Linked DNA regions of Bos taurus: region 2 is linked to region 1. Evidence: chromatin contacts called from public Hi-C data. All regions are on one chromosome and are shown on one strand. The core of a region is the stretch at or near the end of the contact, and the rest is flanking DNA. Distances in the headings are between cores, read along the strand shown. Region 1 overlaps ATG7 (autophagy related 7). Region 2 holds the start of VGLL4 (vestigial like family member 4).

Region 1 (3,622 bases), core at 349-2,848:
CTTTATCCTTAAATATACTTGTTGATTTTTCTGCAATGAAAACGCATTGCTTGGGGACTACAGAAAAAAGCAAGGAAAGGAAATATAAAAGCTAGCAACGTCAAGGGTCAGCAGGGAGCCAGAGCTTATCTCATCCGACTGACTCATGTAACCGAAGAAAGGGAAGCGGGCAGAGCGGGGAGCACCGTGAAAAGCCCCGCCTGTCTTCCTGGGCCCCTACCCCCATGCCGGGGCTGCAGCGGCTGGACTCCTCAGGCTAGGAAACCCCCTAAGCCCAGTGCTAGGTGAGAAAGAGCCTCAAGGGCCAGAGGAAATACAGCCAGATTGCACTCAGGAACCACCAAGATGGAAACAACTCACCAAGACAAGGGGAATGAGGGAATGAGGCGTGCCGCTCCCCAGAACGCCTTCAGAAACCTGCCATGTTCTCTTGCCCTGGCTGTCGCCCGTGTGATTCCCGGGGCCTGGAATATCTCCCCCATGTCCTCTCTCCCATGGATCTCTACACATTCCTCCTTATCCTTTAACGTCAGCTTAGAAGCTGCTCAGAGGCCTTCCCGGGTCTTCCCCATTTACAAAGCTAAATGGTACCAGGACACCCCCACTAGAGGATATCCTGCAACTTGCACGGCATGGCAAAACATGAAAACAAGAGGCTATGCCTTGACTCTGGAGCACATCACAGTGTTAGGGAGATTAGTATTGGTTTATAGGTCTCCCTCACTCTTGGCTCAGTCAGTAAAGAATCTGCCTGCAATGCAGGAGACCCGAGTTCGACCCCTGGGTCAGGAAGATCCCCCTGGAGAAGGAAATGGCAACCCACTCCAGTATTCTTGCTTGGAGAATCCCATGGATAGAGGAGCCTGGTGGGCTACAGTCCACGGAGTCACAAGAGTCGGATGCAACTTAGTGACTAAAGCGCTCTCTTGTTAGTGTTCTCTGAAGGCAGCGGCTGTTTTAATCATCTCTGCATCTCTGGCACACAGCAGGGACTCACATGTCCGCTGAGTAAACGAACGACTGCGGACAGACAGTGAGAGTCCCATTTCTCCTTCCAAACCCAGCCTTTGTCTTTTCGTCCCAACAGCGCATCAGCAGAACTTTTAGGAAAAAGGTTGCTCTGGGGTAGAGGTTTTTCTTAAAAGATTTTTAAATACTTGAGTTTAATGTTGACTTTTCACACTTCTTCAATTAACAAAGAAAAGAGAAGTGAGAGAAGAAAGGTAGGATTACATAATATCAAAAGAAAAATGATGGCCGGGCTCTGCCGAAGGCAATGAACGCACAGCTGACCGTATGATGACGCCAGAGCTGGCGTGTATTCTTCCACCAGCCTCTGTCCGCAAGATGCGCACACAGGTGCACATGAACAGCCAATAACAAGTCACTTTGGGAAGGTTACTCACAGCCCATCAACAGAAGGGCCCGGCGTACTGTAAACACCAGGATGAGTATAGTATTAGGGTTGCTAATGGCTAATTAAAATCTGAAGATCAGGTTTCTGGGCACATCTTGCTGCATCTGGGCACTAGGCAGTCCCAGATGGTATGAGAGCGGAGTTTCGGGCCTGCTTCCTCATAACAGGCTGTCCCTGCAACACTGCCAAGGTGCGGAGTGACGGAATCGTGCAACCACAGCAAGAGTCCCCTGCCTGCAGTCTCCTCGGGCACGGCCCTGTTCCTGACTTGGAAGGTCCAACAGAAGGTTCCAGTCAACTGCTGGGTCCCAGAAACAAGGCTGCAGTTCCATCAGCACCAGAGGGGACCTAGTTTTAATCCTTGGGAAAGAGAATGGTCACAATACTCAGCATATTGCTCCCCCCCCCCAAGACTGTCTCCGAAGGGGCACAAGGAAACTTTCCGGGGTAAGGGATACACTCTGTGCCTTGACGGAAATGTACGTTACATGGGTGTATGTGTTTGTCCAAAGTATAGAATTAAGTCTTTTGAGATTTCTGCATTTTTATGTATGCAAACTGTACCTAGAAAATAAGAACCGTGCACAATGATCAAATTCCAGGCGGTAGGCTTACTATCTGCAATGGGAGGGACTAGCAATTGGAACTACTTTCTGTGTAGTTCAGTGAATCAGCCAGTGTAATGGGAGCCGGGCTTCTCACCGTGGGGGAAGGTAGTTACTAACACAGAAAGGGGGAAATTCTCACTACCAAAGGGGGGTAACTTCACCATGTGCCTCCTGACATGAGGACACACCATCTCTTCTCTGCCAAAAATTCATAACTTGAATCTAGTCATAAGGAAACAGCAGACAGATCCAAACAGAGGGAAATTCTACAAGATAACTGGCACAACGTCAGTGTTCAAGTTAAGGAAAGATGAAGAAAAGCTAAGGAACTTCTCCAGACCGAGGGAAGCCAGACAGACACGACACCTGAACGCCTGATCCTCCTGACTCGGATTCTGGTCTGGAGAAAATGCTTATGAAGGACATTACTGGTACAAATAACACCACCTGAAACGCAGACTGTGCGTCAGGTCAGTATTATGCAAACATTTACCTGCCTGCATTTGATCAGTGCATTCTGCTTAGGTAAGACAGGAATCTTTTTCTGAGGAAACATACACTGATGTATTTAGCTGTAAACAATCACAATGTCTCCAACTCATTCCCAGAGTTTCAAGAAAAAGAGGAGGGGGACTTCCCTGCTGGTCCAGTGGTTAAGAATCCACCTGCCGATGCAGGGGACACAGGTTCAATCCCTAGTCCGGGCACTAAGATCCCACATGTCACAGGTCAACTAACCCCATGAGCCACAACTGCTGAGCCCACGCACCCTGGAGCCCAAGCTCTGCAACCAGGAAACCACCACAATGAGCAGCCCCACGTTGGAAGACTGGTCCCTGCTCACTACACCTAGAGAAAGCCGGAGCACAGCAACGAAGACCCAGCACGGTAAAAAACAAAACAGAAAGAAAGAAAAAGGAGAGGGAGGGAGGGAGAAGATCACATACACACAAATGCAGAAAAGTATAAACAACGGGGAGATCTGGGTAAAGCAGTTCCTTGTACTATTCCCACAGCTTGCCTGCAAGTTAAAAATCATATCAAAGCAGAAAGGTACCCCTCCAAATACCCTAACTTCCCCCAAATTATCTAGGTGAAAAATCTAAAAACTATAGATTAATTCAAAGTATGATGAGAAATCCTTTCAAGAATATTGGTTTCAAAATTATACTTTTCCCTCTGGTAGCAATTCCACAAAACTATTTGGCTCTGAAAACCTAAAAAAAAGAAAGAAAAGAAAGACACAAACCTTGAAATAGGGTTTTTTAAATTCCAGTGACAGATACTATCTATCATTTTAGAAAGTCTTACAAGGCAATGCACAGAAATCAGAATGAAAGCGACTCCTCACTGCCCCCCTCCCTTCAGATCCTCCAGTATTTTTCCTGGAAGATGGAATAATTCACCTGGCTGCACACCAAGCTGAAATCAACTAGGATAAGGAACAATGTGAGTGTAGATGATCTAGCTTCCCTGACACCTAAGTAGGGAACTGTACTCTTCCCCAGCTCAGGCCTTATAAAAAGCCTATGTTTTATTTGCATAAATAAGGTAAGGAAGGCATTATTACTCAGCACAGCTTATTCTACCTCTCCAA
Region 2 (3,622 bases), core at 820-3,319, 240 kb before region 1:
AGGGCCCTGATTCTAATGTGCCCGTCAGCTTTCTCTTGTGTGGTGTGCACGATTGAGAACTGATATCAAAGAGGGTAGTACCATAATTGTTTTCCAGAATCACCTGCAAGGTTGAATCCAAACAAAAACTGTCAGTTGAACCCAACTCTGTACCTAAAGGTACTAAGTACAATAATATAAATCAGATGTGTATATGAGAGGCCACACGAGTTTTCTTCTGACCTTCTCCATGAAGTACCATCAAGTATTTTAATTACAATTGACGATGGACCTATTTTTCAGATTCTAGATATATAATCTAGTGTAGATAAATAGCCTTAGAAAGTAAAGCTCGTGAAATGTTGATTCCTCTGTTGCCTACTTCACCTGCCCTTATTCCAGTTACACTGTTGCAGCAGCGATGGCGAATCTACCGGGTGTCCTATTTATCTCCAAATAAGAGTCAATTAACATAACTTGTCCTAAACATGCCTGTTACCCCAAGTGCAGCTGTTGCTAATCTTTTAACACACAAGCTGTTGAAATTACTTATTCAATTTTTATTTTAGAGTATTAGTGTTAGGTCTTGGTCTACAATATAGCACATCCCTTGGTATTTTCTAAATCTCCAAACAGATATGGTAATATTAGTACAGAAACACTTCTCATGGTGACTTAACTAGCCTATTCATGGTGCCAAAAGCTAGCTGCCATCTCCAGAGAGAAAACTTTTTTTCCCCTTTATTTTGCTAGCATGATCTTCATGTGCTGAAGAGTCTGAACATCAGTTATTTACTGATTTCAGTAAACAGCTTTTGGGCATCACTTGTCTGAATGTGACATTTAAGGTCCAGGTCCTACCAAGACAGACGACATGGCAGCATGATACTCAGTTAGCCTCCGATACACAGATGGAACAGCTTTGTTATGTGCAAAACAAAAATAATTTTCATCTCTCCTACCCATTATGTCCCTTAGGCTTTCTATTTTGTATCTAAAGTCTTAACTTCCTTAAACTCTCTCTTTCTCCCCCCGCTTCTTGTGTTTTAGAAGGTTATAATATTAGGGAATAAAACACTCTACAAGTAGTTCTACTAACTATTTTGGGAGCCATAGACCATTATTTAATCCCTCTGAGCCCCAGTTTCCGATGCTGTAAAAAGGTGATACCACCCCTGGCCTATTTATGTGAGCTGTTATGATGGTTATGAGAGAAGTTATATGTAAAGTGTAAATGCAAAGTTGTAAAACAACTTTTAAAAGAGAAGGAAAGAAAAAAGAAAAAGATTAAAAAAAAAAAAAAAGCGTGGTCTGTGTACCACAGCAAAGCCGTTTGGGTTCCTGAAACCCAAAAGTGCAGCGGCAGCAGAGTTAAATTCCACGGAAGTTTTGCTTCCATGATGGATTTCTTTTTTTTTTTTTTTAACCCGGCTCCTGGAGGGGGAAAAAAAAGGCGACTTCCTGGGTTTTCTCTTCCCTCCCCTGGTGTTGCAAAGTCGTAGGGCGGCTTCCTGGCCAGAGACGTTCGGCCCTGGGCCCCTCCAAGTGTGGGGACCCCCCCCTACCCCCTGCCTGCCCCGGGCCTCCACCTCCTCTCGTTCTCCTTGCAAACACTCGCTCCATTTAGAGCCGGAGCCTGTGCAGAGAGCATCCTGCCCCTCGCGGCGCCCCGGGGATGCCAGTGAGCATGCTCCGCGCGCCGGGAGGAGGCCGGCCGTGCGCATTCGAGTCATTCCAGGCATAGCCGGCGTGTCGGCGCGGCGGACTCGCAGCGGGCTGTGAGCGGCGCGAGCGCGGCTTTGTCCTGGGAGATGGGCCGCGGGCTGCCCCTCCTCGCCCCGTTCTCCGCTGCAAGACACCCCCGTACGTTAGGCTTTTGAAAACGATTTTTCTTTTCCATTTTTTTTAAATAAATGCTGGATTGACGATCCAGGACGCATACCGTCTGCACACGAGCCCTCGAAGGGTTTTCTTTCTGCAAGTTCGATTTGGTGTGCCTGTCTCTCTTTTTCTTTTTAAGGAGTTTTATTGATTTTGTTTTGATCCGAGGCCGGGCCTCCGTCTTCTGTGAAGTTTTTTAAAGAGGAGAGCCGGGAGCTCCTCAGCCGTAGTTGACTTTGGAAACTGTATTTTTTTTTTTTTTTCCCCCGGGGGGCGCAAGCAAAGAGCTGGTTTTCTGTGCTAGCCCGATCAATGCTATTTATGAAGATGGACCTGTTGAACTACCAGTACTTGGACAACATGAACAACAATATCGGCATTCTGTGCTACGAAGGTAGAGACCGTCCCTTCTAGAACTGCCGCCCTGTTGGTTTTTGGGCAAGGCCACTCCTCCTCTCCCGGTTCCGATCGCCTTCTGTGCGTTTTGTTCTTATTTCTTGGGACTTTTCAGGGTGCTCTGGAAGGCAAGCGGCGCTTTCCTCCGAACAGAGTGGTGTTTGTGTCTCTTAGGCTTCAGGGTTACATTGGAGAGGGCTGAGGGGCGGGAGGCGGTGAAATATATACATTGTTAAAACCTTGGCTTTTTCCTCGTGACTCCTTACACTTTAAACTCTTGAAAGATGTATTTCTTTCTTTTTTTTTTTTGGAGTCTGTTGGTGTTTTCTTTAGAGGAAGAACTTCTAGGACCCAAGCAAAAAGTTAAAACATGTCGGATTTTCTTTCTCTCTCTCTCTCTCTTTTTTTTTTTGCTTTGATACTTAAACATACACCGTCTATTGTACAGTATTCTTGCTGTATTCCTACAGCCAATAAGCGCTTGGGATGTGCAGCTAGAGGGGAACAGAAAGTTACAGTGAATTTTTGTGTTGGGGAGCGATTGTCCCAAACAATGAAGTTTTTTTTTTTTTTTCCTTCTATTCATTTCGGGGGCCCGGAAGGGCACCCATGTCATGGAGCACAGACTGGCTCTTTGTCTGAATTCCCATTTCCTGTACAGCTCCGGGAGGGTTCTGACATTGAGGGATGTTCCCTCCACACTCCATTCCCTTGTGGAAGCAAGCGATTGCACAACCCACCAACCAGTAAGCTAAATTAAAAAAAAAAAAAAGAAACCCTCTGAATTCTTATTGTTTATTACCTCCTACTAAACCGTGAGGTATTTCCCCACTGCTGGGTAGTATTTCAAGCTGTCTCTGTTAGTAGTAAGAAGAGAAAAGGCGATTTCTTAATCTCCTGGAACATTATCTACGTGCGATTTGAAAACGTGGTAATGGTCTGAGTATTGAGTAGTTGGAGACACTCCGGGGGAATTCTGCCGGGCAGGGGAAGTGTTTGTTTGGATTTTTGGGTTTTGTTTTTTTTTTTTTTTTGGTAACCACATGCAAATCTGATGCAGCGGGAGAAGTTTCCATGTTTTTGCCCTATAGTGAAACTGAGCATTTCTCAGGAAAAAGAAAACATGGAAGAAACTTGGGAGGGCTACCGGATACACTTGTGTTTTCCATGTTAAAAAAAAAAAAAACACAAAACTTTAGGCCTGTTGTCTAAGCACTCGAAAAGTTACCCTTTCCCCTTCAAGGAAAAAAAATTCATTGTGTTTTTGTTTTTACTTTATTGGATAAACATATTTAAAGTTGCCTCTTTTTGTGGTTTTTGGTTTCTTTTAATCCTACTTGTACAAGGAAAGTGAATTTTGGTGAAT

Evidence for each region. A called contact is a pair of places that touch in the nucleus more often than the background predicts.
Region 2: a Hi-C map of skeletal muscle shows a contact between it and region 1, with 4 times the contacts expected there. The contact joins the promoter of VGLL4 here to the enhancer-like site in region 1. A contact is called at or near these places in 3 of 11 Hi-C or Micro-C datasets (liver, skeletal muscle and skin fibroblasts).

Annotation. Positions count from the first base shown.
Region 1 is chr22:55,410,782-55,414,403 of ARS-UCD2.0, reverse strand. The region is part of intron 17 of ATG7 (autophagy related 7); the gene reads right to left. Among named protein-coding and RNA genes, the nearest start is that of ATG7, 110 kb to the right of the region's middle. Within about 2 kb of position 1,598, at least 2 of the 102 cell types and tissues checked have an H3K27ac peak or open chromatin away from gene starts, as enhancers often do. A contact at or near this core is called in skeletal muscle, where this site is marked.
Region 2 is chr22:55,649,968-55,653,589 of ARS-UCD2.0, reverse strand. VGLL4 (vestigial like family member 4) reads left to right here and starts at 2,069. Exons shown (of 5, transcript NM_001099128.1): 1 at 2,069-2,254. The coding sequence starts at 2,173.